Regions from separate parts of the Mus musculus genome. Here region 1 is linked to region 2. A link is a contact called in public promoter capture Hi-C data. All regions are on one chromosome and are shown on one strand. Each heading gives the region's core, a stretch centred on a gene start, on an enhancer-like site or on the middle of the called end of the contact. The rest is flanking DNA. Distances are from core to core; before and after follow the strand shown. Region 1 holds the start of Elmod2 (ELMO/CED-12 domain containing 2). Region 2 overlaps Gm31223 (predicted gene, 31223).

Region 1 (5,421 bases), core at 2,209-4,708, 2.4 Mb before region 2:
CCCCTTGATCTCCTTTTGTTGTCGAATTGCTCTGGCTAATACTTCAAGTACTATGTTGAATAGGTAGGGAGAAAGTGGGCAGCCTTGTCTAGTCCCTGATTTTAGTGGGATTGCTTCCAGCTTCTCACCATTTACTTTGATGTTGGCTACTGGATTGCTTTTATCAATTTTAGGTATGGGCCTTGAATTCCTGATCTTTCCAAGACTTTTATCATGAATGGGTGTTGGATCTTGTCAAATGTGTCCATGTTTTCTATGGAGTCTTCTGCACCTGAGATTCTCTCTTCCATCTCTTGTATTCTGTTACTGATGCTTGCATCTATGTTTCTTGATTTCTTTCCCAGGATTTCTATCTCCAGAGTTGTTTCCCTTTGGGTTTTCTTTATTGTTTCTACTTCCATTTTTAGATCTTGGATGGTTTTGTTCAATTCCATTACCTGTTTGGTTGTGTTTTCCTGTAATTCTTTAAGGGATTTTTGTTTTTCCTCTTTAAGGACTTCTACCTGTTTAGCAGTGTTTTCCTATAATTCTTTAAGGACTTCTACTTGTTTAGCAGTGTTCTCCTGTATTTAAGTGAGTGTTTAATGCCTTTCTTAAAATCCTCTACCAGCATCATGAGATATGATTTTAAATCCGAGTCTTGCTTTTCGGGTGTGTTAGGGTATTGAGGACTCGCTGTTGTGGGTGTTCTGGGTTCTGATGATGTTGTGGATGTTCTGGTTCTGGAGCTTGTTCCTCCTGTGATTCTGTTAGCCTCTGTCAGCACTCCTGGGAGCCCAACTCTCACCTGAATCCCAGTGGTCAGAGCACTCTCTGCAGGCAAGCTCTCCTCTTCCAGGGAAGGTGTTCAGAAGTCTGGAGCTCTGATCCACCTCCTGTGTCCTGGGGTTAGAGCCCTCCCTGGAGGCGGGACTCTCCTCTGGCAAGGAAGGTGCCCAGGGGTCTGGGTCTCAACTCTGCCTCCAGTGATCCCAAAGTCCCAGGTGTAGAGTCCTCTGGGGACCTTGGCACCCTGTACTGGGTTCACGCTGAAGATGGTGCGCAGCTGGCTCTGACAGGAAAGAATTCCATCCTCTGGTAGGGCAGGGTTCCTTTGTCCCTGTTCCTGCTGGCACAAGACCCTCCAGGATTCTTTGAAATTGATTTTGCATTCTACTCACTAGTGATCCTGAGGCCCTTGGTGTGCTAGGGGGCCTGCATCGTGGAGAGTCCTCTAGGGACCTTGGGACCCTCTGCTGGGTTCGCGCCAAAGATGGTGTGTGGCTGGCCAAGAGATTTCTTTTACATTTTCCTACTCTAACAGAGAGCTGTGTACTTGACTGAGAACTTTTGCTGGTCTCTGGGTTTACCCCTACCCCATTAGATTTGATAACTCTTCCTTGATTGATCCTAAATTCTAATTCTTCCACTTTCAGGACATACCCATTTTCAAGATTTGCCAATCAGGGCCTGCTTGGTAACCTATAAATTTGGATACTCAAAGCTATAGAAACAGAACAGCTTACTGCAGGAGCATATAGAAGAAAGGCTGCCTCCAACACTCCCGGGGGATGGATTTGACTGGAGGCTCCCTGGTCCTTCTACTCTGGGCAGGGAGCTCACCTGAGGCTGCTCCAGGATATGGCCAGCAGCTGAGGCAGAGGGTTCATTTCTCCAAGAGTTTGCAGTCTGGCTAAGAAGGGAATTGTCTCTGCAGCTGCTTCCTGACTCCAAGACCCACTGCTGTGATACCTACTCTGATGTAGACTTCCAGACTTGCAGCTTCAGAGCCTTGAGTCCCAGCTTGGCCACCATGCTGGTCCAGTGACCTGCTAGAGCTGTATGCTTTCAGGAACTGAGAGTTCAAATGGCTCTGAATAGTAAAATCCTACATGGCAATCTGTTTAAACTAGTTTTTATCTTGTAAAGGCTGTTAATCCCAGAGTGTCAATAACACGTCTTTGTTGTCTGACCACTCCATTCTTAGAGGAGGGCGGGACAAGAACTTGACTGGAGACAGGGAGAGAGATGGTCTCCACGAAATATTTCACTCCCATGGGGCAAAGGTGGTGGCTTGTCTGCCCTTCATAGGTTTATGCTCTACAAGAAGAATCTACCTTTAAAATGGAAAGGCATGCCGGGCGTGGTGGTGCATGCCTTTAATCCCAGCACTCAGGAGGCAGAGTCAGGTGGATTTCTGAGTTCGAGGCCAGCCTGGTCTACAAAGTGACAGGACAGCCAGGGCTACACAGAGAAACCCTGTCTTGAAAAAAAGAAAAATTGGAAAGGCATGTACTGCGCACTTAATCAGACCTAACACGGAGATGGATGGGGCATAGACAAGACACTGGCTTGAATATTTTTGGAAGTATAAGGAACTAATAGTGGTTGGTCCTGACAAGGGGACCAAGGAGCCAGGAATCTTGTTTGGGTAGGAGGCTAAACTGTCTGTCTGTCTGTCTATCTATCTATCTATCTATCTATCTATCTATCTATCTATCTATCTATCTATCTACTTTTTTAGGCAGATCCTTAAGTAGCCTTGAACTGCAGATCTCCCTGCCCACATCACCCTCCAGCTGGCATGTAATTACAGGCATGCATGAGCGTGCCCAATTCAGGAATTTCTTTTGTTTCATTTTTAACTTCTTTTATATTTAGCCTTCTCTCCACTTGGCTCTTTCTTATCCAACCCACCAACCCCATTATTGTGCCATCAGCCTTTTGTAATACATTCCTAACCCAGGACTTCTACATTTACTGTCCTGTGGATCAGTCTTCCTCCTGAAGCTGGCCCAGCACACTCCCTCATCTCCTCTAGTAACGCTTATCCTTACTTTGCTGATTCCGCTGTATGTAATGATCCCTTCCCCTACTCCCTAATCCCCTTAATAACTTTGTTAGGCAGCTTCACCTGATACTATGCTTTTGCTGGTTGGTTTGGCGTGCGAGTCCCTTGTAGAAGACCACCTAGCACATAAAAACCATACTTTTGAGGTTTAAAAAAAAGGCACAGATTATTCCTCCAGTAGAAACGATGTTAAGAAATGAACGTTTGATGAATTAAGTGTTCCATGTTTGTTTTCAGAGGAAAAACTCGCAACTTCTCATTGCACACACTTAGTCACGCAAGTTCTTTTGCGTCATCCATAAAGTGCCTTCGACCCAAGTTTCCTTTGTGCCTCATAAAGATGGGAAATAATCACTTCGCAGATTAGGAAATGTAAGTGAAAGTGCTGTGGTCACGCCCGCGGTGGAAGAGTCCCGGAAAGCCCAGAGCAAAGTTCCCAGGCCGAGTCCACAGGGAACTCGTTGGCGCTGGGCTGGGAGTGCGGCCGCCGCCGTTGCCATGGGAACCGTCCAGCGTCTGGCGCGCCTGCCCGCGGGCCCCTCCTTCCGCGCCGGCGATAGGCTGAGAGCGAGCCAATCGGAAGAAGACGAAGAGGCGGGGCGCGGAGCCAAGAGACACCCCGCCCCCGCAGCCTCCGTGCGGACTTCCGGGTCGCGGTGTTCGCAGGGAGCGCTCCACGTAGAGCGTCGTTTCCGTTGCCGGTGTTTGCAGCTGGGGAAACCGAGGCAGTGCCAGCTTCCCCCTAGTTCTTCCGCTCCTGTGAGGTGGCTGCTGTTTTATTTTTCTCTCACTCTGAGTTGCTGGCGTGCGGCTGCGCAAGCCTCGCTGGCGTCCCGCGGATAACCCGCAGGGTGCGGGGGCCGTCGGGGCTTTGTGCAGCGTTCCCGCGCGCGAGAGGGGCGGGACGGCGCGGTGCCCACGGGGCTCGCACTCGGTTTCCCGAGGCCCTGGGGCTCGGCGGGACGGCCTGCCTGCGCCTGGCACTTCTGCCCGCTTCGTCCCGACAAGCGCCGACGGGATGACTCATTTTAAAGATCCTGATCCGCGTGTCTGGCACCGACACCTGGTGCCTTGCCTTGCGGGGATTTCGAATTTGACAGCTCCTCGGGCCCGGGCGCAGAGAGGGTGTGTCTGCGAATCCCAGGGCTGGAGTTCCCGGTATCCCTCCTCCCCTTCGTTTAGCACCCGAAAAGAGTTTTATTGCAAGATCAGTTATATCAAGTGTATAGATTTTGTGGGGTTTTTTGTTTTTTAACCTCTTGGTGTCTCTGCCCTTCACCTACTGACTAGAACAATGATGAATTCGTCAGGATGCCATCTGCTCGGTTTCCCAACCTGTATGCTTCAGTTTGTAAGCCACTTGTAGTGTTTTCATTTGTCGGAGTCAGCTGACAGGGACAGCTGGGCGCGCTCTCAACCAAGGCTGAGAAGAGCTCATTTTTTGGGAAGCCACATCTGATGTGTGGTAGATTTGAAATTGTTGCTCGGTTGGTCCTTTTATTCTTGAACTTCTTTGTTCCAAGTTTCAAGGGATGAAAAACGGAAGTATGAATCCAAAATATTAAATATAATATTTGGCAAAAATGAAATGTGGTTATTCTTTTTAGCGATTAAATAATTTGGCCAGTTATTTGGCTACTTTTTACATTTTTTTTTCAAGTGACCATTTGGCAAATCATTATTTAAGCTGTTGTATGTTATTTCCTTGCCTGATGAATTAAACACTCACAAAATAGACACAATGGAATAATATATTTCATTATCATTTGGGGAGTTGGATCAACTTAATTTCTTTTTCAGTTTTATAATTCCAGTTTGAGACCGTTAAGCTTGTGTGTTTATATCCTCTTTCCAGGGAAACATGTTCGTGTCTCTGTGGGAGTTTTTCTATGGACACTTTTTCCGATTTTGGATGAAATGGCTCTTACGGCAGATGACTGGGAAATGTGAATTGCAGCGAATTTTTGACACCTATGGAGGGGCACAGAGGACCTACAGAATAGGTAATACCTTCAAAATAAAGAAAATTCAACATTAATTATAACCTAACTGAATTCTTCTGCTCACCCCATGGGAGTTTGATTTGAGCGAGTCACTGCAGCTGAGTTTCTTAAGCTTTGTGGTCTTTAAGTTCTTTTCATTCTACTACTGACTATTGAATTGAGCACTGAATATATAAAAAGAAACTTCCTAAAACATCCCATATGTATCCAAAAAACGAGCCTTTTGGGTGTCTTAAAAATGTATCAGTTATTATTCAGATTATATTTTCAATTGTTTACTAGAAAATTATTCTCTCTTCCATTTGAAATTTTTACACAAATGTATGAGGTAAAGATTGAAGAGTACCCCCTGGAGCTCGTGTCTCTAGCTGCATATGAATCAGAAGATGGCCTAGTCGACCATCAGTGGAAAGAGAGGCCCATTGGTCGTGCAAACTTTATATGCCTCAGTACAGGGGAACGTCAGGGCCAAGAAGTGTGGGGGGGGGGTGAGGGGGGAGGGCATGGGGGACTTTTGGGATAGTACTGGAAATGTAAATGAAGAAAATACCTAATTAAAAAAAAGATTGAAGAGTCAGTTATCTGTTT
Region 2 (4,662 bases), core at 694-3,193:
TTCAGATGTCATTAGAATCACTGGGTAGAGACACAATACTCACTCATTGTGTCTTAGAAGTACTGAGATCCTTCTGACAGTTTCAAGCAGCTCATTAAATCACACCTGAGAAGAAAAAAAATGATTCTTAAATCTGTAATGTGGAGAACCAATGAGATAAGTCTGTGTAAAGAGTGCCTGATGTGAGTGAGACTTGAGGACCTGACGTCAGTCCTCAGGAGCCACATGGTGGAGAGAGCGCCAGCTTCTACAAGCCGTGTGCTGGGCTCCACACACCACATGCATTCACACAGCAGGAGGGAAAGTGTGGTTTTCTCTGCTCATTTAACTGTTCTTTTATTCTTGCGCGCGCTGCTCGACTGGCCAGGAAGAACGACGCTGCAACAGGATCCTTCTGCACACGTTTATTGGGAGAGCTTGATTGCAGAGGCGAAAAGACTTCGAGCCCAGAACTGGTGCTGCTTTTATAGGCCTAGGAGAGGCGTGTCTCATACCCGGATTGGTTATGCACTAAGCCTCATTTGCATGTTCCTCATCTGATTGGCTACTCTCTCTCAGTACCTCACAGAGCCTCATTATCATACCTCATTTGCATGTCTCACATCCGATTGGTTACTCTCTTAGTACCTTACAGAACCTCATTATCATGCATCATTTGCATGTCTCACATCTGATTGGTTATACTCTCAATACCTTACAGAACCTCATTATCATGCCTGGGCCAGGCAGTGTCTTTGCAAAAAACTTTACTGCATATGTACACATAGGTTGTTTGTCCAATCTTATGCATGGTGGCCAGCAGTAGTCAGTGCCACTCAGCAACGGTACATGTGGCTTCCCACATTTTATGATGGTGTTATCTACAGAAATATTTTCTTTTCACATACTAGCCCTTAAGTGCTGTCCTGCTATACATGAGGATTGGATGCTCTTTCTGTGCCCAGCACCATTTTAAAAAAAAAAAAAATGGTACAACTTGTCCAGTTACCTGAAGTCACCACTTCGCTACTTCTTTTGTTCAAGATGTATACGTTACATAGTATTGTCTATATACTCTAGAGCACTTTTAAGATGTATACATTACATAGTATAGTCTGTATATTCTAGCGCACTTTTAAGATGTATACGTTACATAGTATAGTCTATATACTCTAGAGCACTTTTAAGGAAGTGTTTCAAAGGCAATAAGATTTGTATGTAGCGTCTTTTCTCAAAAATGCTATTCTGTAGGGCCTGAGGTCTGTAGTTCAGCTTGCAGAGTGCTTTGTCTAGCAGGCACAAATCCCTGGGTTTTATTCCCAGCACCCATCTTTAAACCAGTCTTTAATGGTCCACATCTTTAATCTCAGTGCTTGGGAGGTAGGAGCAAGAGGATCAGGAAGAAGTTCAGGTCATCGTCACCAACATAGAAGTTCAGAATCAGCCTGGGACAAATAAAATCAGGTCTTAATCTGCTTTATATATTTCACTGCTATCAACAGTGTTTCTGTTGAGTTTGGATTTCTGAAACTATTCCTGAGGTGCAAAAGGTGAGGTTATTTATGTTTTAAAACACCCAAGAAGTGTGAAGTTACTAAAGCTTGAGGGACGTCATAAGTCAGGATTAGAAAACACTCTAAATGAAAGTTAATTATTTTACCAAGTCCTTTGTTAGAAATGAATGGACCTCAAAATGAATAGAGGATTTCTTTTTACAAAAGGATTCAAAGTAAACGGTGCTTTAAAAAAAATGCTTATTAAACTGCAACTTTCCCAGGCAAAGAAGAAATTCCTACAGAAGTAATTTTCAAAGACAAGAGAACTGACATTTCTATAAAATCAACAATCTAAGTTTCAGGCATTCAGAAGTTATGTAAAACCTTTAGCCCCGATGTTACATAACCAGTGTGGCTTTAACATTAAAAATAGAATCTAAGAAGTCAGCCAAGTGTATTGCCAGCTCTCTCAATGTCTGTTATGGCCTGCAGTTGTTTTTCCTCTTGATATATTTTGCCTTGTGTACTACACAGCAACACACCCTTCTGCATTGATTTGGGGTATGAAAACATAGGCTTTCATTTGTTGTTTTCACATTCCACTAATGTTAAAATCACTTGGAAGCTGGGTATACAGTCCCATACCTTTAATCCCAGCCCTCAGGAGGCAAAGGCAGATGGATCTCTGAGGTCAAGGCCAGTGTGGTCTACATTGGGAGTTCCAGGACAGCCAGGGCTATGAAGAGAGTCCCTGTCTCAAAAAAACCACAAATCAGTTGGGAAGTTTTTTTTTTTTTTAAGTACTCCAGGTTCAGGCCTCCCTCAATCCAGACTAATGTAGCACTGGGCATCTGCATTTGAGGATGCAGTTTTAATAAGAAAGCTGCTTGAGAGCTGCTTGGGGCCAAGGTGGGGGTATTAATCCTTCTTCCTAGGGCTTTTCCCTAGGAAATTAGTACAATGCTAAGTGTTGTCTGTGTGCTGCATAGTGGGTGTCTGCCCATAAACATCAGAATGAGTATTTTTCCACATCTTAAAAATTAGTTGATAATCAAAACTGGAGGAGCAGTGACAGAAGGAAATAGACTTTCCCAGAGCACACATTAGTAAAGGCTGGAGGTAAGCCCCATGGAGCATTTCTAGTGGGCCTGGTCCTGCTGCCCTCTACTCTTCTCCCTGCTTTCCATGACTAGTTCCTGGTCAAGGAAGAGAAGGCTTAGCAGTAGAAGGGAAACTTTGAAAGAGTCTGATTCTACTTCATTTATTGTGTGGCTAATAGAACAAAATCCAATAAACATTGAGGAAAGTAAATTCATAGTGATCAAAATTATCATTCAAAGTCAGGAAGACATGTTTCCACTCACAAGTGAAAACCGATTAGATCCAAAAAATGAATGGAAAAGAGGGAAGCTGCAAACTAAAAACTTAAATGTAAAGGAAATCATGTGGAGAGAAATGGAAGATCCAAGGATTAACTGAGGCCTGAGACTAAGCTCACACCAAGGCCACCGCTATCTTGTTACTTAGAAGCAGTGATGGAGAAAACCCTAAACACAGCTAGAGGAGAACATACAGAAAACCAAGTTCAGCAGACTCTCCTGCCCCCAGGCCACCTTTGCATGAAGCTAAACTGAAACACTAGTCCCTGCTGACTTACATACTCAGTTTTTATGCTACTATGGCATCCTTGAGTGCTTGTGGCAAACTGTCAGTAGCATAGTTATCAGAGTACTTTACAGAAAACCTCTGACTCAAAGAATGGGCGATGTCAGAGAGCACTCAAGCTTGAAGGTGGTTATAGGACATCTGTAAAACCTGGAAAGAAAAACTCCAAGTGAATGTAGCCAGGGAAATAGAAGTATTAGTTACTGTTTTTATTGATGGCAAACACAGAACAAGCACCCTGAACAAGGAAGGACTTGCTCTGACTTAGCTTGACAGTGTGGGCCATGGTGAAGGGGAGGCCTGTGTGCAGATGGCTCTGGGCTCTGGTGGCAGAAGCTTGAGACTGCTCAGCTCTGAGGTCTGGGAAGCAGAGACAGAAAAGCAAGTGGCGCCAGCCTATAGATTTTAAGCTTGTCTTTACTCAGGCCCATTTCCTCCTCCTACGCCTTGTAAAGGCTCCACAGCTCGCCCAGAGTACCACCACCTAGGGATCAAGTCGCAAACACATGGGCACCTTACACCCAAGCCATAGATAACATTGGACAAAAAAAACAGCTTTCCTCTGATATTTGTTCTGTGTGAAGAAGCAAAGGTCTTCAGGATGATGGGAAATGCTACCAGGTAGTAACTTACACCTGCACAGAGAGCCAGAAATTCATTTGTGGCCATGCACTTGGTTTAAAGACTGTCCAGGTAAGGAGAGCTTTAGAAAGTCCAAATCCACTGTCCATGTGCAGCCTTTGGGGTGTCGTCCTACATCTGTTGTATGCCAGGCCCACACCACACAGAAATAGGAACACAAACCAAACCAGGAGCTAGCAAGCCACAACCCATTCCTTATAGTTAAAAAAAAAAAAAAAAAAAAAGTTAATCTGATATGGAGAGTAAGGTGTTACCCTTGAGGAAGAAGTGGTCAGAGACAGTCTCTGGGGTGTGTTGTGTGGTAGTTGTATTTTATATGTTTCTTCATTTGCTGGGTTGTTCCTATTGGTGCTTAGTTTATTAATATAAACTCGAAAGAGTTTACAGTTGACAGTTCTTTTGAGTCAAGCCTCCTAAGGTGTAAGACTAGAGGAAAAGGGGCTAGAGAGATGGCTCCACAGTTAAGAGCACTGACTGCTCTTCCAGAGGTCCTGATTTCAATTCCTAGCAACCACATAGTGGCTCACAACCATCTGTAATGGGATCTGATGCCCTCTTCTGGTGTATCTGAAGACAGCTACAGTGTACTCATATACATAAAATAAATCTTTTAAAAAAAAATAGAGGGAAGGAAGAATTTAAGGACTTGGAGGCTGAGTCCAGAGAATCATGAGTACAAGACCAGCCTGGGCTACATGGCAAGCTCTTGTGAGGAGGGAAGGAGAGAGAGTGAAAAAGGAGAAAGGTCAGTGCCCAGTGAAGAGTTGTTTGCAATCTCTATGCTGAGTATCCACTTAAATGTAAGTTAAATAACGTGTCAGTCCCTTGGGTACACTAGCCACAATTTAAGAGGATGTGGTCTCATGAGGCTCGTGGCTAC

What was found. Promoter capture Hi-C pulls out the DNA fragments that hold promoters and counts their contacts.
Region 1: a promoter capture Hi-C map of cranial neural crest shows a contact between it and region 2. The contact joins the promoter of Elmod2 here to the enhancer-like site in region 2. A contact is called at or near these places in 3 of 39 promoter capture datasets (the 3T3-L1 cell line, cranial neural crest and hippocampal neurons), 1 of 115 datasets of contacts at active chromatin or transcription factors (astrocytes) and 1 of 9 other capture datasets (liver).

The regions. Positions count from the first base shown.
Region 1 is chr8:83,330,523-83,335,943 of GRCm38.p6, reverse strand. It overlaps Elmod2 (ELMO/CED-12 domain containing 2), which reads left to right and starts at 3,458. Exons shown (of 9, transcript NM_178736.5): 1 at 3,458-3,594; 2 at 4,686-4,833. The coding sequence starts at 4,692. Gm32327 (predicted gene, 32327) reads right to left here and starts at 3,325. Exons shown (of 2, transcript NR_168721.1): 1 at 2,894-3,325.
Region 2 is chr8:80,974,717-80,979,378 of GRCm38.p6, reverse strand. It overlaps Gm31223 (predicted gene, 31223), which reads right to left. Exons shown (of 4, transcript NR_168642.1): 3 at 44-105. Among named protein-coding and RNA genes, the nearest start is that of Gm31223, 28 kb to the right of the region's middle. Within about 2 kb of position 1,943, at least 18 of the 459 cell types and tissues checked have an H3K27ac peak or open chromatin away from gene starts, as enhancers often do.